Regions from separate parts of the Mus musculus genome. Here all the other regions are linked to region 6. A link is a contact called in public promoter capture Hi-C data. All regions are on one chromosome and are shown on one strand. The core of a region is the stretch at or near the end of the contact, and the rest is flanking DNA. Distances in the headings are between cores, read along the strand shown.

The links. Promoter capture Hi-C pulls out the DNA fragments that hold promoters and counts their contacts. Capture Hi-C pulls out chosen DNA fragments and counts their contacts.
Region 1: a contact with region 6 is called in a promoter capture Hi-C map of liver, with 24 times the contacts expected there. The contact joins the promoter of Cct3 here to the promoter of 4632404H12Rik in region 6. A contact is called at or near these places in 3 of 39 promoter capture datasets (liver and pre-B cells), 2 of 115 datasets of contacts at active chromatin or transcription factors (bone marrow-derived dendritic cells and pancreatic cancer cells) and 2 of 9 other capture datasets (adipose tissue and liver).
Region 2: a contact with region 6 is called in a promoter capture Hi-C map of liver, with 6 times the contacts expected there. The contact joins the promoter of Rhbg here to the promoter of 4632404H12Rik in region 6. A contact is called at or near these places in 2 of 39 promoter capture datasets (both in liver).
Region 3: a promoter capture Hi-C map of pre-B cells shows a contact between it and region 6, with 3 times the contacts expected there. The contact joins the promoter of Gpatch4 here to the promoter of 4632404H12Rik in region 6. A contact is called at or near these places in 3 of 39 promoter capture datasets (hematopoietic stem and progenitor cells, liver and pre-B cells), 1 of 484 Hi-C or Micro-C datasets (B cells) and 1 of 115 datasets of contacts at active chromatin or transcription factors (thymic regulatory T cells).
Region 4: a contact with region 6 is called in a promoter capture Hi-C map of liver, with 7 times the contacts expected there. The contact joins the promoter of Glmp here to the promoter of 4632404H12Rik in region 6. A contact is called at or near these places in 3 of 39 promoter capture datasets (liver and pre-B cells), 1 of 115 datasets of contacts at active chromatin or transcription factors (thymic regulatory T cells) and 1 of 9 other capture datasets (liver).
Region 5: a promoter capture Hi-C map of liver shows a contact between it and region 6, with 4 times the contacts expected there. The contact joins the promoter of 1700113A16Rik here to the promoter of 4632404H12Rik in region 6. A contact is called at or near these places in 2 of 39 promoter capture datasets (liver and pre-B cells) and 1 of 9 other capture datasets (liver).

What each region holds. Positions count from the first base shown.
Region 1 is chr3:88,295,848-88,298,547 of GRCm38.p6, reverse strand. It overlaps Cct3 (chaperonin containing Tcp1, subunit 3 (gamma)), which reads right to left and starts at 1,413. Exons shown (of 14, transcript NM_009836.1): 1 at 1,282-1,413. The coding sequence starts at 1,312. It overlaps Tsacc (TSSK6 activating co-chaperone), which reads left to right and starts at 1,549. Exons shown (of 4, transcript NM_001357024.1): 1 at 1,549-1,724.
Region 2 is chr3:88,253,283-88,255,982 of GRCm38.p6, reverse strand. It overlaps Rhbg (Rhesus blood group-associated B glycoprotein), which reads left to right and starts at 1,299. Exons shown (of 10, transcript NM_021375.3): 1 at 1,299-1,514. The coding sequence starts at 1,337.
Region 3 is chr3:88,041,817-88,044,516 of GRCm38.p6, reverse strand. It overlaps Gpatch4 (G patch domain containing 4), which reads right to left and starts at 1,411. Exons shown (of 8, transcript NM_001110809.2): 1 at 1,338-1,411.
Region 4 is chr3:88,323,682-88,326,381 of GRCm38.p6, reverse strand. It overlaps Glmp (glycosylated lysosomal membrane protein), which reads right to left and starts at 1,359. Exons shown (of 6, transcript NM_020003.1): 1 at 1,181-1,359; 2 at 451-705; 3 at 70-267. The coding sequence starts at 1,300.
Region 5 is chr3:88,176,494-88,179,193 of GRCm38.p6, reverse strand. It overlaps 1700113A16Rik (RIKEN cDNA 1700113A16 gene), which reads left to right and starts at 1,409. Exons shown (of 3, transcript NR_045997.1): 1 at 1,409-1,607.
Region 6 is chr3:89,772,119-89,774,818 of GRCm38.p6, reverse strand. 4632404H12Rik (RIKEN cDNA 4632404H12 gene) reads left to right here and starts at 1,419. Exons shown (of 2, transcript NR_130957.1): 1 at 1,419-2,317. It overlaps Ube2q1 (ubiquitin-conjugating enzyme E2Q family member 1), which reads right to left and starts at 1,210. Exons shown (of 13, transcript NM_027315.4): 1 at 781-1,210. The coding sequence starts at 1,107.

The DNA.
Region 1 (2,700 bases), core at 164-2,663, 1.5 Mb after region 6:
GAACCCCCGGTATAATAAGAGATAACCTGAAATGCTTCAACTTCATAGTCTTGACCAGTACTTTCCTTGTATGCATGCTTACATATTTCCAGTGATTCATATCTTGAGTGCCCTGAATGGGCCTCAGTAGGACAGTGATTTTTCACAAGACTGCACACCCCTTACAACATCCCCGGGAAGAGGAGCCACAGAGTCTCAAAGATTAGTGACCAAGAAAGTCTGCTTGTGAGGCTGGAAAGATGGTTCAGCTTCAATTCCCAGCCCCTCAAGGTGGCTCACAACTGCCTGTAACTCCAATTCCAGGGAATCTTGGTGCCATACACAGACGAAAACAAACAAAATATCAATCACAAGCCAAGGAATCTCACGATAGAACAGGAAAAAGACTAAAGCCTGAGAGCCACCCTGTAGGTAAACTTCTCTCAGGAGACTAGAGCAGAAAATAATGACTTCTTACAAATCTGGCCTGCTGCTTAAAACCTCATGGACTCGTCTACGAGTGTGTAGGAGAGGTAGTGTCACTGAACACCTTTGTCTCTCCTCCCAGTGTGGCCAGACTAAATCTGTTTTTCTCTTTACTATGTTTAACTTTGACCCAGGCTTACTGAGTTATTCTCAATAGCTCAGGTAACTGACAAGGAACTGGTGCTCTTTACTGAGATGAGTGGCGTTCCCTAAAGAGGAAAGAAAACCAGGAAAGGAATTTGGGAGAACTGGCTGGTGGGAAAGATCACATCCAAGATCGGGAACGCCAGGAATGTCATTTCCGAACAAGGGTTGCTGAATGACCGCTACTGAAAAGATGCCACTTCCGATTCGATCTGCCGGTAAAGGCAGCTTTTACTTATCAACTTAACAACTCTACTACAGCCTCCTAAATACTGATGCTAAAGTATCAATCAAGCGAGTTGCCGTTAAGTCACGCCTCTACGGAGGGATGGACCGAGCATAGGAAGCAAGGCCTACCGTTAAGAACCATCATTACTATCTACACGGAAATCATGCTGTAAAGGACACGGGGGCGTGGAGGGTGGCGACTAAAGAACCGAACGCGAATAGGATGAAGCACACGTAAAGACTAGCGACTCCGAGAGCGGAAAGTCATTTTGTCAAAAGAAGGCGACAGGAGAGGCAAGAGAAGAAAAGTGGGGAAGGAGCTTGGTCCAAGGCGAAAAGACCACTGGAAGGCACGAGGGCCGAGTCATGGCGGGACGGAGCTGGGCAACACTGGCCAGCTTGGGGAGAGAGGGGCGGAGAGAGACATCCCTTCCCTGAACTCACTGAGCACGAGCACTGGACGGTGGCCCATCATGGCGGCACGACGCAGAGCCGACTCTCCAGAGCTGGGGGGAATCGGCAGAACCTTCTGGAGAGAAGAGCAGCGAAGAAAACGCTGCCTCCTCAGGAATGACACAGAAACCTGCTAACCTCTGAAGTGCCGCCAATCACCAAACTCATTTTATTGATTGACAAAAACATAGGCCAATCGACAGTATTAGCCCCGCCCTCTACGCAAGAAAGGCAAGGCAAGTTAGATAGAGAGGGCATGATGTAGGGGACTGGGAGACGCAAGCGCTTGCGCACTGGCGTGGCCGCTCCCGGCCGCGTGCGGCCAGAATGTCTGCGCAAGCGCCAAAGCACGGGCAGTTAGCTGGCTCGCTACAGCGCATGAGTACCCACTAGAGGGTGGGTGCTGGGGTGGAGGCTTTGGATTAATGCTGTAGGTAAGATCATGAAGCTCTGTTTTGTCCATCGGTTCTCGTCCGACCGTGAAGGCCAAGGAAGGCATGATAGTTCTCTACTTTTTATTTCAGCCTTAGCGGTAGGGAGGAGTAGAGGAGCCAGAAATACCCGTCGTGGCCCGAGAGATTGAGGCAGTGTAAAAGTGGAAGTTGTCCTACGGGGCGGGGAGGCAACGACTCGGCTCCCCGCCTCCCCGGAGCATGCTGGGAGTTGTGGTTTACTGCTCTAGACGCGCTGGTTTTCTTTTTTAAAGAAAAGGAAGGAAAATTCTTGTTCTTTAGATGTACCTATTTTTTATTTTATGTGTATGGTTGTTTTGCCTGTGCGTATGTAGGTGCACCACTTGTGAGAGGCGATCAAGCGGGAGTCTGATCCTCTGGAACTGGAATTGATTGTGAACCGCCACGTGGGTGCTAGGAAGTAACCCTGTCTGCGGGACCATCTATTGCTCTTAACTGTTGAGCTATCTCTCCTGTCCTAATGTCTTACTTCTTAGAAAAATACGTTGAGTCTAAGGCAAAAAGACATAAAGGAGGATCGCTCACATTTCCCCCGAATATCCTAAGTCGTGTTTCTTGCAGTATTATGAGTCTTCTTCGCCCCCTCCCCCCCAGCCTGGTCACTGGTTAGTGACAAAAGAAACTAGAGTTTTTGTTTTTTTAATTACCGTATTATCTTTACCAGAGTTCTAAGGCTGGCCTAAAACTCGTCGTAAAGACCAGGCTGATCTCAAACTGGAGACAAGCCTCTTGCCAGATCACCCCATATAGGAAAAAGACAAAACAAAACAACAAAAAAAATAAGGCTAGTAATTAAACAGAAGTCTCAAAGAGTCATGACATGTTTGTGATAGATTTAAAGTTCGTATTTGGTATGCTTTGTCTTCTGCAGTGAAAAGGCACTAACAAAAACTGCCGAAGGGAATTGGAGAAAAATTAACAATTTCAGAACAGTTGT
Region 2 (2,700 bases), core at 50-2,549, 1.5 Mb after region 6:
TCTGGTTCCAACCCTAGGACCTAGCCCAGGGTAGACACTACATGAGTATTTATTGAGTGAATGAATGAAGAAGAGAAAAGGGGGAAGTCAGGCCCTGGAGGAGTTGTAGATGAAGGGAGGTATGGAGTTAAGAGGAGGTTAAAATCAGACCACAGCTCTCTCTTCCCCTTTCTCTAGTTCTGGGGGTATAGAAGGCTCTTCCTCCCAGACCTGCTGGAACCACCCAAGCAACTACTGACACCAAGCAGGGCTCAGGAGTCACACCTGGGACAGGAGATGGCCCCCGCAGGGGGTGACCCATAGATGCTGAGTCTTTATGCTTAACCTTCCTGCTGACTGAAGAGTGATGGAGAGTCTCTGGACAGGGCCCACATGGACCAGCTGGGAGCTGTGTCACCAGAGGCTGATCTCTGGTCTTTCATGTGCCTGGCTGGACCCTTGGCACAGGAAACCAGACAGCTAGAATCCAGGTGTCCTCCCAAGTCCACAAAAAAGGCAGGGGCAGAGGCTCAGGTCCCTGCTGAGACAGTGGAAGAACTGGACAATGAGCAGAGGGTTAGCAAGCTATCCTACTGTCCCTGCACCTGTGGACTGCAGGTTTCAGAACCAAGAGTACCAGTGTCCCTACCGGCTAGAGTCCTTCAGGGACCATGGCTGTTGGAGCTGTAATCTCAGCTCAACTTAAGGTGGTAGAGGCTGGGGCCCGAGAGATGGCTCAGCAGTTAAGAGCACCCACTGCTCTTCCAGAGGTCCTGAGTTCAATTCCCAGCAACCACTTGATGGCTCACAACCATCTGTAATGGGATCTGATGATCTCTTCTGGTGTGTCTAAAAAGAATGGCAGTGTACTCATAAAATAACTAAATACATCTTTAACAACAACAACAACAACAACAAAGGTGGTAGAGTGGTAGAGGCAACTGCTTCTGAGAGGGGCCATCTGGTTTATCTCTACAGCCAGGCAACGGAAGATCTCAGCATTAATCCGATTCCTTCCTATTAACCGAGGGAAACCAGGTAGGACCTTTAAAGGATACTAGCTTCTTGGATGCCAATCTCTCACACCAGGTTTAAAGGGGCGAGTACCTTTCCCCCTCTCTCCACCCTCTGGCAGCTGGGGCACAGTTGGGGAAGCTCACACATCACCGGTGCCTCAGCGGGGCCATGGGAAACAGGACCTGACCTGCGGGGCTAATCCCTGCCAACCTCGAGCTGAGGGGTGGGGCTCCCCAAGGAGCAGCACGGCCTCCGGGGGGCGGGGCCTCACCTTTGCGGTGGCAGGAGTCAGCTTGGCCGGCACTGCCCTGCCGGAGACCGGGAGAACACAGCCGCGTTCATGGCCCGCGTTCCCCGCCACCGGCGCCTGGTCCTGCCGCTGCTGTGCCTGCTCTTCCAAGGCGCCACTGCCCTCCTCTTTGCTATCTTTGTCCGGTACAACCACGAAACCGACGCTGCCCTGTGGCACTGGGGCAACCACAGTAACGTGGACAACGAGTTTTACTTTCGCTACCCAAGTGAGTGCGGGCGAGGGCGTGGGAAGCAAAGCCTCTAAGTCCCGGGTGTGTAGGGAAGGGCGTTGATGGGTACTCCTGCCACCAAGATGACTGCCGGGGCTTTAAAATAGTCCCCTTTCTCTAGTGTCCCTCTTGTTCCAGGCACTGCTGGGGATGGCACATGCTCTATCTCAGGCTGAGGAGAGGTAAGGCTCAGTCAGAGTCAGGGTCAGACAGTAAGGGGAGCTGGGGCTTCAATCCAGTTGTAAGTGGCCCCAGTGTTAGCTACTGTCTCACCTTCCGTTGGGGCTAATTTGACTTTGTCTAGGAGTCCAGCTTGACCACAGGAAAGAGAATCTTGGTGGGACTGCCAGGTAGGGTGCCAGAGGAGACGAGGGAGAACTAGGTGTGAAATTCCCACATGTTCAGGCGTCGAAGATTGGTTTCAGCACAAACACTCCAGGTTTGAGAGTGAGAGGACCCTGGACCCATTTGCCAGTTTCAAGGCCAGTGTGAGGCGGGCTAGGGCTGTGCTCGGTGCTGCACTATTATCTCATCTCACAGTTTAAGGTGGCTGCGGGGTGCCCATTATCACCCACCAAGGATCGCACAGCTAGAATAGCGCTTACACATCATAAACTTGACCACTGACCATTTGCCTCCTGACAAGGTTCTGGACAGGGAGTTAACCCCCTCATGGAGACAGAGCATTTCCTTCGAGGTTGTAACTGAGGCACTGGACATCTGGGACCAAGCACACTGCCCCTCCCTCTAATGCCCAAGTCAACCTTCTCTAGTTCCAGTTCCTCATCCAAGTGCCAGGAAGAAGCTGGGGGTGATGGTTTGTGCCTGTAATCTCAGTGCTCCAGTAGTGGAGGAGGGATGATCTGGAGTTCAAAACCAGCCTCAGCCACACTGTGAATCTGAGACCAGATTGAGCTAACAAAACTCTGTCTCAAACGAACAAACAAACAAACAAACAAACACCAAAAAGGAGTGAGGGAAAATGTCTGTTTGAAGGGCATGCAAAAAGCAACAAGGCTATTAAACCCACTTTCTGCCGCTGAGCTGTTGACAGGCTGTCCCCACCTCACCCTGCCCTTTCCCAGCAATGGGGACATAAAGGGCTAAGGGAGACTTTGAACTGTGCCAGGAAGCACCAGACCCCCCAAACAACCACAGCACCTCCGTCTCCACAGTTCATTCC
Region 3 (2,700 bases), core at 162-2,661, 1.7 Mb after region 6:
CATCCCATAATCAGCTTCCAAACGCTGACACCATTGCACACACTAGCAAAATTTTGCTGAAAGGACCCAGATATAGCTCTCTCTTGTGAGACTATGCCGGGGCCTAGCAAACACAGAAGTGGATGCTCACAGTCAGCTATTGGATGGATCACACGGCCCCCAATGCAGGAGCTAGAGATATTACCCAAGGAGCTAAAGGGATCTGCAACCCTATAGGTGGAACAACAATATGAACTAAGCAGTACTCCGGAGCTCTTGTCTCTAGCTGCATATGCATCAAAAGATGGCCTAGTCGGCCATCACTGGAAAGAGAGGCCCATTGGACTTGCCAACTTTAGATGTCCCAGTACAGGGGAACGCCAGGGCCAAAAAGGGGGAGTGGGTGGGTAGGGAATTGGGGGGGGTGGATATGGGGGACCTTTGGGATAGCATTGAAAATGTAAACGAGGAAAATACCTAATTAAAAAAAAATTAAAAAAAAAAAAGAAGTGGTCTTCTTGGATTTTTTTTGTTTTTGAGGGCTTACTAATTAGCCTGGCTAGCCTGGGTTACACTGGCCTGCCTCTCTCCCAGGTGCTACCTTGCTTCTTGAAATGGAAACAGAAGTAAAATTTAGATGCTGAGGTCACCATGCAAATACCACTTATTATAAATACCAAATTATTTCTGACTATTTTAACAGTAAGAATAATCATACCCCACACTTGTAGTGCATTGACTCACCACGAACCTGCTATTAACTGCTTCACATGGATTGTCTCATTGATGCCTGCCAACATCTTATAAGAAGGTATTACTTAGCCTTAATTTACAAAGAAGAAATCGAACACTGCTAATTCGAACACCAAACAACTGGCAAGTAGTGGATCCAGGATTGGTAGTGAAGCATTTCATGAGCAACTCACTGCTTTGTACCTTTACAGCTTCTTTCTTCTGCTGTAAGCCTTCCCCACATTCTATTTCTCATCACAGTAATTCAAAACCACACTTCCCGGAAGGCGGAGGCAAGCTTTATTTCCCAGCCCTTGAGAATCGTTCAGCGTTTCTGGACTGAAATGAGTGACACAGTAGGAATCGTTTTTTAACGCACTTGCAATGGGCCGGCGTGGGCAGACGCAGCCTGATCTGCGAAGGCTGCAAGTACACTGAGACGCGGTCTCCTTTCCAGCCAGTTTCCAGGGATGTCCAGAGCCACCCGTTTGCAGCAGCCTAGAGGACCAGCCGCCGCCTTTTCCTCCGGTTATAAATCCAAGCCCCGCAGCCACAGAGTCAGCAGGGTGGAACTACTCTCCGATCTTCGCCCTTGCTCCCGCCCCTGGGGAAAGCAAGCTCCTTACCGTCAGTGTACAGTCCTCTCCGTGGAAGCACGTGTGACACCCGACTTGGGTGCAGCCATCTTCCCGGAAGTGAACTTTGGCCCTTCTAGGATGCAGAAACCATAGAGACGTCCTGACAGTAGCCACTCCCCTGGATGTTTGCCACGGAAACTGAGTTCCAGGCTGGGTGCTAGTTTCCTTCCTGCAGTTGTTGGAAGCCAATGCGCCGCCCTAACCTCTGTTTCGGGTCCCCCACCCCCACCCCCACCCCCGACCCTATCCTGAGCTTTCCGGAGTTAGTGCCTCCCTTGAGGCAAGGACACTCAGGCTCTGCGTAGCGGGATCAGCACTGGTTGCACACTACCTTGTCCCTTTCGTACTGGGAACACAAGAACACTTAAGACTCGACCCTTAACTTGGAGGAGCATGTAGACTTGCTCCAAGAAGAGGAGACGAAAAGGGGTCCAGGGCACCGGAGCTGCAAGTACACCATTCCCACCAGCAGTTGTAGGCTTCTGCGGCCGGCCGGCCGCCCAAAAACAAGGGAAAAGAGCGTTTCATATTGCCTCCCCATATGGGAATAGCCATTTGCTTGTTATCTAGAACGCAATTACGGCAAAGGATATAATAAAGAAAATACACTGAGGGCAGAAGAGATAGCTAACCCATTAAGAGTGTTTCAGATTGAGTTCCCAGCACCCATATGGATTCCAGAGGATCCAACACCTTCTAACTTCTGAACTGCAGATGCATACATGCAGGCAACGCACACACACATATAAAATTACATCCTTAACAATTAATTAAAAAGAAAAGAAATTACAGTGGGGGATCTTCAAGAGCATCCAAGTCTAGTTACCAGTATCCATGTTGGGTGGTGACACATGCCTTTAATCCCAGCACTCGGGAGGCAGAGGCAGACGGATTTCTGAGTTCGAGGCCAGCCTGGTCTACAAAGTGAGTTCCAGGACAGCCACGGCTATACAGAGAAACCCTGTCTCGAAAAACAAAACAAAACAAAAACAACAACAAAAAAAGATGCACAGTATCCATGTTGGGTATTCACAGGTACCTGTAAACTCCAACTCCTGGGGACCCATGGCCTCTGCTGGTATCTATAAACATATACACAGGCCCACTCACAGAAACACATAATTAAAAATGAATCTTTAAAAAAGCAAAACAGAACAAAACAAAACAAAACCCATGATAGCAGAAACAGAGATGCAATGGGTGAATTCTGAAAATCATCCTACTACCCTGACCATGTCAAGAGAACGGGAGTCTTTTGTAACAAAAGAGTTATCTGGTCACATCTGTGTATCATTTGTGTGAGGCCCATATTAGGATAGTGTCTTAATTGTTGTGAAGGAACAACATGACC
Region 4 (2,700 bases), core at 110-2,609, 1.4 Mb after region 6:
GAATGGAGCTTGAGGGACAGATACTCCCACCCTCATCAGTCATTTCCAGTTCCTTCCCCATAGCCTCACCTTGAAGGTCAGGCTGCCATTGGCGAATGCTCCAGTAGGATCATCTACAGGGCGGCCTTGAAAATCGGCACTCAGGTTGGCAAGATCCAATGAGTTGGTGATATTGTTCCAGGAGAACTTGGCCAAGGAGTACGGAGGGTATGGCTTTCCTGGAGGCTGTGCCCCCTCGGACGCATTGGTGCTGTCAAACTCAAGCAGCTGGGGACAGGGTAGAGTGGAAGAGGCTTGCCTCCCTCTGGCTTTCTCTTGAATATCCCTCCCAGTCACCCCACCCAAAACTGCATTCACTTCACCCACCCTGGGCTAAACCCGTCCCTCGCCCTGGGGGTAGGATGGACTCTCTTCTTGTGATCTTCTCTCTGGGCTCCTTCAGACCCTCACCCTGGTGAAGACGAGAGCAGAAGAAAACTGTATGCTGCTCTTGGGGAGCACCATCAGGGCCCCAGCAGGATCGGGAGACAGCAGGAGACTCCAGTTGACACTCAGGACACTCTGAGTGGTGTTAGTGGCCACCAGCACCACAGCTGGAGGCCCCAGGCTGCTCCACACATAGTGCAGGGTGGAGTTGCTGCCCACTGCCCGAATATGAAGCAGGTTCTGTGGATTTGGCCAGCCGGAAATAACCTCCATAGATACCTGGAACACGGGGTAGTGGGGCGGAAGGAGCAAGATCAGGTATGCTCACAGGCAAAGCTGCAGCTTGTAGGTGGAGGACAGGACCTGGGCAATGCAAGGGCTCTTGAGGACCAGGCAAGAGGGAAATGTAGAAACTGAGGGGAACTTGGAATCAGGGGCAGATGTAGGGTTGAGAACATAGGGTGGATCCAGGATTACTCAGAGGGCTCAGAGCTAACAAGGCTTTTAAGTCCCCAAACTTGCCTGTTCCTGGGCTACAATGGCTGAGCCATGGCTCAGACATCGTCAGAAAGCAGGACGCAGTCATGCCTGACCCCTCCACAATTCTTCCAATCACTCGTGACTCCACACTGAGCTCTCTGGGTTGTTATCTCTCTTGCATCCACCTTCCACCCCTCTGTTGTCCCAGATTCCGGTCATCCTAGAAAGGTAGGATTTCCGGAAACATCTATAACTTCAGTTCCAGAGCCCTTACCTGGCGAGTCTCTTCTCCCTGCAGGCCAAATGGAGCTGAACACACAAGTAGACTCAAAAGGAGCCATGGGGTAGGGGCACAGGGGACCCAGCCCCAGTGAGGTCCCCAACAGCGAAACATACAGCCACAGCTAGTTAAACTCAGCGGAAGAGCCTCAGAGTCACATGACTCCTTTCCTGCTGATCCCTTTTGAGGGCGGGCCAACAAAGTTCTTAAAGGGGCCGCTTCTATTAACCCAGATCTGTTTAAGTTGGAATAGCCTCCCGAAAGCTCAAGGTGAACAGGTATTTTATCATCAACAGGTTGGCCTAGGCATCCTAGACTAGCTGTGCAAACATACTCCTACCTTACTGCAGACACCCTACCGGCCCCACCTACATCACCTCTGGTGAATAAACCCAGATTAAAATTTCCACACAATTTAACAGAGTAATTTGTATGTTACTGCTCTGTGCTAGAAAGATATAGAGAGGGCTGGAGAGATGGCTCAGTGGTTAAGAGCACTGACTGCTTTTCCGAAGGTCCTGAGTTCAAATCCCACCAACCACATGGTGGCTCACAACCATCCGTAATGAGACCTGACGTCCTCTTCTGGTGCAGCTAAAGACAGCTACAGTGTACTTAGATATAATAATAAAAAAAAATCTTCAAAACAAAAAAGGAAAGATATAGAGAGGAATTGGATATAAAAGAACCCTTGGGGGTCAGCAAGATGCCTCAGCATTTGCTCTAAACTGAACATGAGTTGGATATATATTCAGGACCAACGCGGTAGAAGGAGAAAAATAATTGCCAGAAGCTGTAACCTGATTTACACATGCATTCTGTGCATTGCTCACATAAAACAAGTGCAGTAAAATGTAAAAGAATGCCGGGCGGTGGTGGCGCACACCTTTGATCACAGCACTTGGGAGGCAGAGGCAGGCGGATTTCTGAGTTTGAGAAAAGTGAGTGCTAGGACACCAGGGTTACACAGAGAAACCCTGTCTTGAAAAAACAAAGACAAAAACACAAACAAAAAAAGTAAAAGAATAATAAAAGAATCCTTAGGTATGGTAGTCTCAGAAAACAGAACCAAACAGGAATGGAGGCTTGTTTCTACAAGGGGACCAAGACACCCTAATTCCAGCCAAGAGGTGAGAAGAGGAAGACCAGAAATTCAAGGTCTGGGGCATGAGATGTTCAGCAGGTAAATGCATTTCATTTATTAGATTACCAAGTAGGCAGGGACTGGCTGTCCAGGAACTCTTTATACATACCAGGCCGGCCTTGAACTATTAAAGATCCACCTGCCTGCCTCTACCTCCTCTGCTGGAATTAAAGGCATGAGCACCACAACCAGCCTGTTTTTCCTAAAATCTTAACATGTAAAGTATTTTGCCTGTATGTCTGTCTGTGTCTGGTGTCCTCAGAGACCAGAAGAGGATGTCAGATCCTCTGAGGCTGGAGTTACAGATGGCTGTGAGCTACCATGGAGATGATGGGAATCAAACCTTGGGTCCTCTGGAAGAAGTCAGTGC
Region 5 (2,700 bases), core at 160-2,659, 1.6 Mb after region 6:
AGCTTGGGATCTGTCTACACGATGTGGCGGCCACTGTAATCTGGGAACGGAACTCCTTCTAGGCAAGTGCTCTACCATTAAACTAAGCTATACCTCCATCCCAATAGAAGGGTTATGTGAGGACCTCTTGAGTGAAAGAGTATAAGACAAACTGTGAAACCTCTCTAAATAAATATTCTTACTACTGTAGCAAGGTGTCTGCACAGATTCAGGCCAATAGCTCTCAGGCTATTCGCACTATAATCTTACCGCCAGAAGACAGGAAAATAGAGCAAGGCGTGTCCAACCTGTGGCCCATTAAAGTGGACGGCATCTGTGACTACTTCTCCAAACAAAATCATTTGTGGCTCTTTTTTTTTTTTTTTTTTTTTTTTAGACCAGAGTCTCTTATATTTCGGGATAGCCTTGAACTTCTAATCCTATATGCACACACCAGGTCGAACTCCAGCAGAACTCCGGGCTCGGAGCTACATCCCCAGCCCCGCGATTTTTTTCTTTTTTAAATATTTATTTGTTTGTTTATTTATTTATTATATGTAACTACACCATTCATTTATTTATTTATTTATTTATTTATTTATTATATGTAACTACACTGCAGCTGTCTTCAGACACCCTGGACTGGCATCAGATCTCATTACAGATGGTTGTGAGCCACCATGTGGTTGCTGGGATTTGAACTCAGGACCTTCGGAAGAGCAATCAGTGCTCTTAACCACTGAGCCATCTCTCCAGCCCCCTTTTTTAAATAATTCAATCACGCAGTTTTTCGGCGTGGACTTTGTGGTTAACAGTTTTGACAATGACAAATCGTTGCATTCGCCTGTCGGATTCTCCTTCTGGAACGCCCAGGCAATGCCAGATCTTACGCAGTGCTGTCAATCTCAGTAAAATTGCCAAGGCTGAGGGTGCTAATTCTCAATTTGTGCAGGAAGTTGACGATGGGGGTTTTACGCATGCGCACCTCCTCAGAGCCCCAGAGAAACTGCCCAAAACTAGAGCTTCACGTAGTTTCACCCTTGCTGAACCTTCTGAGTACTACGCACGCATCTTGTGCAGGCAGCGGTTGGCCGGTGCTTCCATCACTCACCCGAAGGGCCAATGGAGTGAGCCTAGTTACCTACTTCCCCCTGAGTAGCAGGCGGCGCCGGGCGTGGCTTGAAGGCCTTTGTTCCACGCGCGGCGGAACTTTACGAGAGGCTCCGGAGCGTGCTCTGCCACCTGCTAAGCCCCGGAGACGCAGTCAAGGGTCTCAGCGACACCTTGGGGGAGTGGGGCAGAACGTACGGAAATGGATGTTAGGCGACTCTACAGCCTACCTTCTATACCCGCCCCCTTTCGCCTTAGAGTGGAGGGTTACTTTGAAACCCGGAAGCAATTCATCTCCGGAACACACCGCGGGTCACGTGGGGGCGGTGCGTAACGGGCGCGTGATCCGGCGTCCTGCGGGTCTTCCCCTCCCCAGGGGCACCCAGCATGCTTTGGGCACGTGGCAGCTCATGTCCTAAATAGGAGTAGTCCTGGGCCGCTATCCTGTGAGGGTGGAGACGCTCCCCGAGACTGGACAGACACCGAGAGGTGGAGCTGAGCCAATACGAGGCTAAGGGGTAAATCTGACTCACCCGAGAGGCCGGAACTGACCTGCTGCAAACTACCAAGGAACTTCGCTAGGCTGGGTGGCTAGAACGGGGGGGGGGGGGGGGGACCTGTAAACTATGCTAAGGCTACCTCTTCTATTTGAGACCCAAGTCTGAAACAGGACAGGAAAGTGGATTTGCTCTTCGTCCAGGTAGTGAGTGATTTCAGGCTGCAAACATTCAGGTCCAGAGCCTGAGATGAGATCGCCTGGGTCCCTTCCACATCTGCTGATCCTTGAACAAGTTCCCACACAATCACAAGGCTGGAAAAGATAGCCCATGGGACTAAAGGATGAGTCAGACCAAAATAACCACTGGCCTCGTGGCATGAACAGTTAGACAGCACTGATTGCTCCTAAGAACCACTGACCTTGATAGCTGAGTCCAAGAGACCCACACCCTAGTTCTATTTTATATGGCAATACTCGAGGAACTCGTCCTTCAGCTAAAAAAGAGATCAGCTTCAAAAAGTTGCAACTTGGGAGTATTTTTTATTAAAAAAAAATGTGTATGTACACATGTGTCCTGAGGAGACCAGAGGGGTGTTGTATAAGAATGTTTGCTGGGGGAGTCAGTGGTTAAGAGCATTGACTGCTCCTCCAGAGGACCTGTGTTCCATTCTCAGCACCCACATGGCAGCTCACAACTGTCCTTACATAGACAGACATGCAAGCAAAACATCAATGCACATAAACAACAAAAAATGTTTGCTGACCTGAATTGGTTCTAGCACCCATGCCAACATCTCACAACTGCCTGTAACATTAGCTCCAATAAACTTGATGCCCTGCTCCAGCCTCCAGGGACACTCATGCACACACACACAAGAAAATAAAATCCACACCATTGCATACACTAGCAAGATTTTATTGAAAGGACCCAGATGTAGCTGTCTCTTGTGAGACTATGCCGGGGCCTAGCAAACACAGAAGTGGATGCTCACAGTCAGCTAATGGATGGATCACAGGGCTCCCAATGGAGGAGCTAGAGAAAGTACCCAAGGAGCTAAAGGGATCTGCAACCCTATAGGTGGAACAACATTATGAACTAACCAGTACCCCGG
Region 6 (2,700 bases), core at 170-2,669:
GCAGGACGCATGGAAGATGCCTCCTGACCAAGGATAGGTAGGATGGAACGATGCCTACTGGGGAGCGATGGCACTGCTGCCGCTCAAAACACACATTGCTGTCACCACCAGAAAAGGTGACAGTCACCTAGGATAAGCAGATGTGACCCCAGGAGTGGGGAGGAAGTGGCAAAGCTGCTACGAGCCAAGGCAAAAAGAGGAATTAAAGGTTAGTTACACCAGAGTTAGTAAGAGGAGATCCAACGTGGGGTCAATGAACGGCACTATTCTTTAGTGAAATTCAGGGAGCAAAGAGGGGTTGTACGAGGGATGCCTAGGCAGGGAGCCTACAGGTGGGTACATATAAGTGGAAAGAACTACTGAGAAGGGTCATTATGGAACCGGGCTGAGTTCCAGGCTACGTCCTTCCAGCACAGGCCTGGAATCTTATTAGAGTTGGGGTGGGGAGAAGAATGGGTCATTTCTAGGTGACATGGTAAAGTTGTGGAGGAGTAAGCAGAAGGAGCCAAAATCATAAAACCTGAGGTGTGGGTGGATTCATAGGAGGAGGTGGTTGAGGGGCCACATGTCCCGATGTCCCTTGCTCTCAGGGGTCAACAGTAGAGACTGTGACTGCACCACAGAACCTCAAGCTGAAGAAACAAGTGTAGCCTGGAGAGAAGGAGCCAAGCACCAAGAGGGGGGCTCTGGCCTCCGGGTCCTTCGAGAGCAGGAGGTTGTATGGTGTGATTTCGATCACCAGACAAGGGACCCCCAGCGTGGCGCAAGCGAGGTCCTCACCGTGATGTTGCAGTGGATGCGGACGGGGTCCCCCGGCACCGATCCCCGGGAGGGGAGATGGGGTCCGGGCGCAGCCCCGGCCCCGGCCCCTCCGGCTCCGGCCAGCAGGAACTCGCAGCTCAGCTCGTCCAGGCAGGCGCTGGCAATGCGGAAGCGCTCGTGGCCGCGGTGGAAGATGGACTCGAGCAGCTTCAGCTCCCGCCTCAGGCAGGGCCCTGGCCCCGGGCCCCCTCCCGGGCCGCCCCCGGCCCCCGGCGCCGCCCCCTGGACCCCCAGTTGCTGCCCCGGCCCCGGCTGCTGCTGCCCCTGCGGCTGCGGCTGCTGCATCCTCCGCTCCGCTCCGCTCCGGGGCCGGCGGGCCGGGAGCCTCCGGCCTCCGCTCCGGGCTCCGCCGCCGCCGCGGTCCGCACTTCCTGATCCCCCCTTCGCCAAGATGGCGCCGCCGCCACCTCCGGGACAGGCCCCCTCCGCTCGCCGGCCCACCCCCCCCACGGCCGCCGGAAGCCGCGCGCCCCTCCCCCTCCGCGGCGGCCCCGCCTCCGGCCTCACGTGACCTCTGAGCTCCGGCCCCCGGCACGTGATCCGCGCGTCTTTCCCGCCCCCCGGCCCGCGCCTGTCACCCTCCACATGTGACCCTAGGCCCTCGCCTCGCTGCTCGAAGCGCTTCCGTGCGTGTACGTGCGTCGTGCGTGACCGTGCACCGGGGGGCCTTTGCCAGCGCTTCCCTGTCACATGGCCGGCGTCTCTTGTCACGTGGCCGGTGCCTGTGTTCCCAGGGGCTCCCCGCGCGGGACTCTGGCTTCCTGCTTGCGTCCCGCGGCCCCCGCGTGCGGCGCATGGCCGTGTCTGTCCTGTATTCCCATGGGGGTCGTCGGGCCGGGTCACCGGCCTCCGCGTCTGCGGCGGGAAGGCGCCTTTCGCTACGGTCGGAGAAACGGACTTGGATCTCCCTGCGGTTCCTCTATGGTGTGTGACCTTGGGTTATCTACGCTCCTGGGGAGCCTCAGTTTCTCCATCACAACAATGGCACTGTACAAGACGGGGAGGCCTCTTTAGCCTGTTCCCAAAGGCTCTGTGCAGGGATACTGAAGTATCGAGTATGGTCGCTGGTCAGCTACGTCTGAGGGGACAGATGGTGCGGCTTCCTCCACAGAATCACAGGGCTTCGTTATGTGTGAGTGCAGAGTACTAAGCTAGGGGTTGCATAGACGACACCCACGCCTACCTGCTATTCTTCTTCCCACCTCGTCGCACTGATCCTGAACGGGGCTTGAAGTTTGCGGCAGTACCTCGTCGTTCCCACTAGGTGGCACTATCACAAAGGACAACGGAGGGTCCTGAAACCCAGAGCTGCAAACTGGCAGGTGCCAGGATGTTGTAAGGCCTGATGGGTTTGGGACCAATTCATCATGTGAGCCGTTGGCCCGTCTACCGTCACCACCTCTATGTTTTTTGGAAGCTGACTGTACCTTGGTGCTGGGCTACTGATTCACTCAGTGATGTTAGCAGAAAGCTTTACTAGGCCAAGTTTAACTCCGTATGTTTTAAGAAATTCGTGTTCTTTGAGCCTGGGGGGATGAGTGTGGGTGTGTGGGTGGGGCTGGTTTTTCTAATGACCAGAGCAGCCTGAACATTTAGCTGCATACCATCTTTGTGCCTATGTCCACAAGCTGGAAGCATAAAATACTAGGGTAAGCCAGTCCTAGCAGAACAGGGTTGTAGTCGCAACTATCTAGGAGAGTCAGAAGGCCAAGGCCTACCTGGATAACTTAGTAAACTCCTTTCTCGGCCAAATAACTAATAAATAAGGGCTGAGGGTGTGGTAGAATGCTTGCTTAGCTAGTAGAAGCTCCAAATTTGACACCCTCCCCCATCATCACACACAAAAAGAGTAATTGTAAAAAGTCTAATTTATCAAGC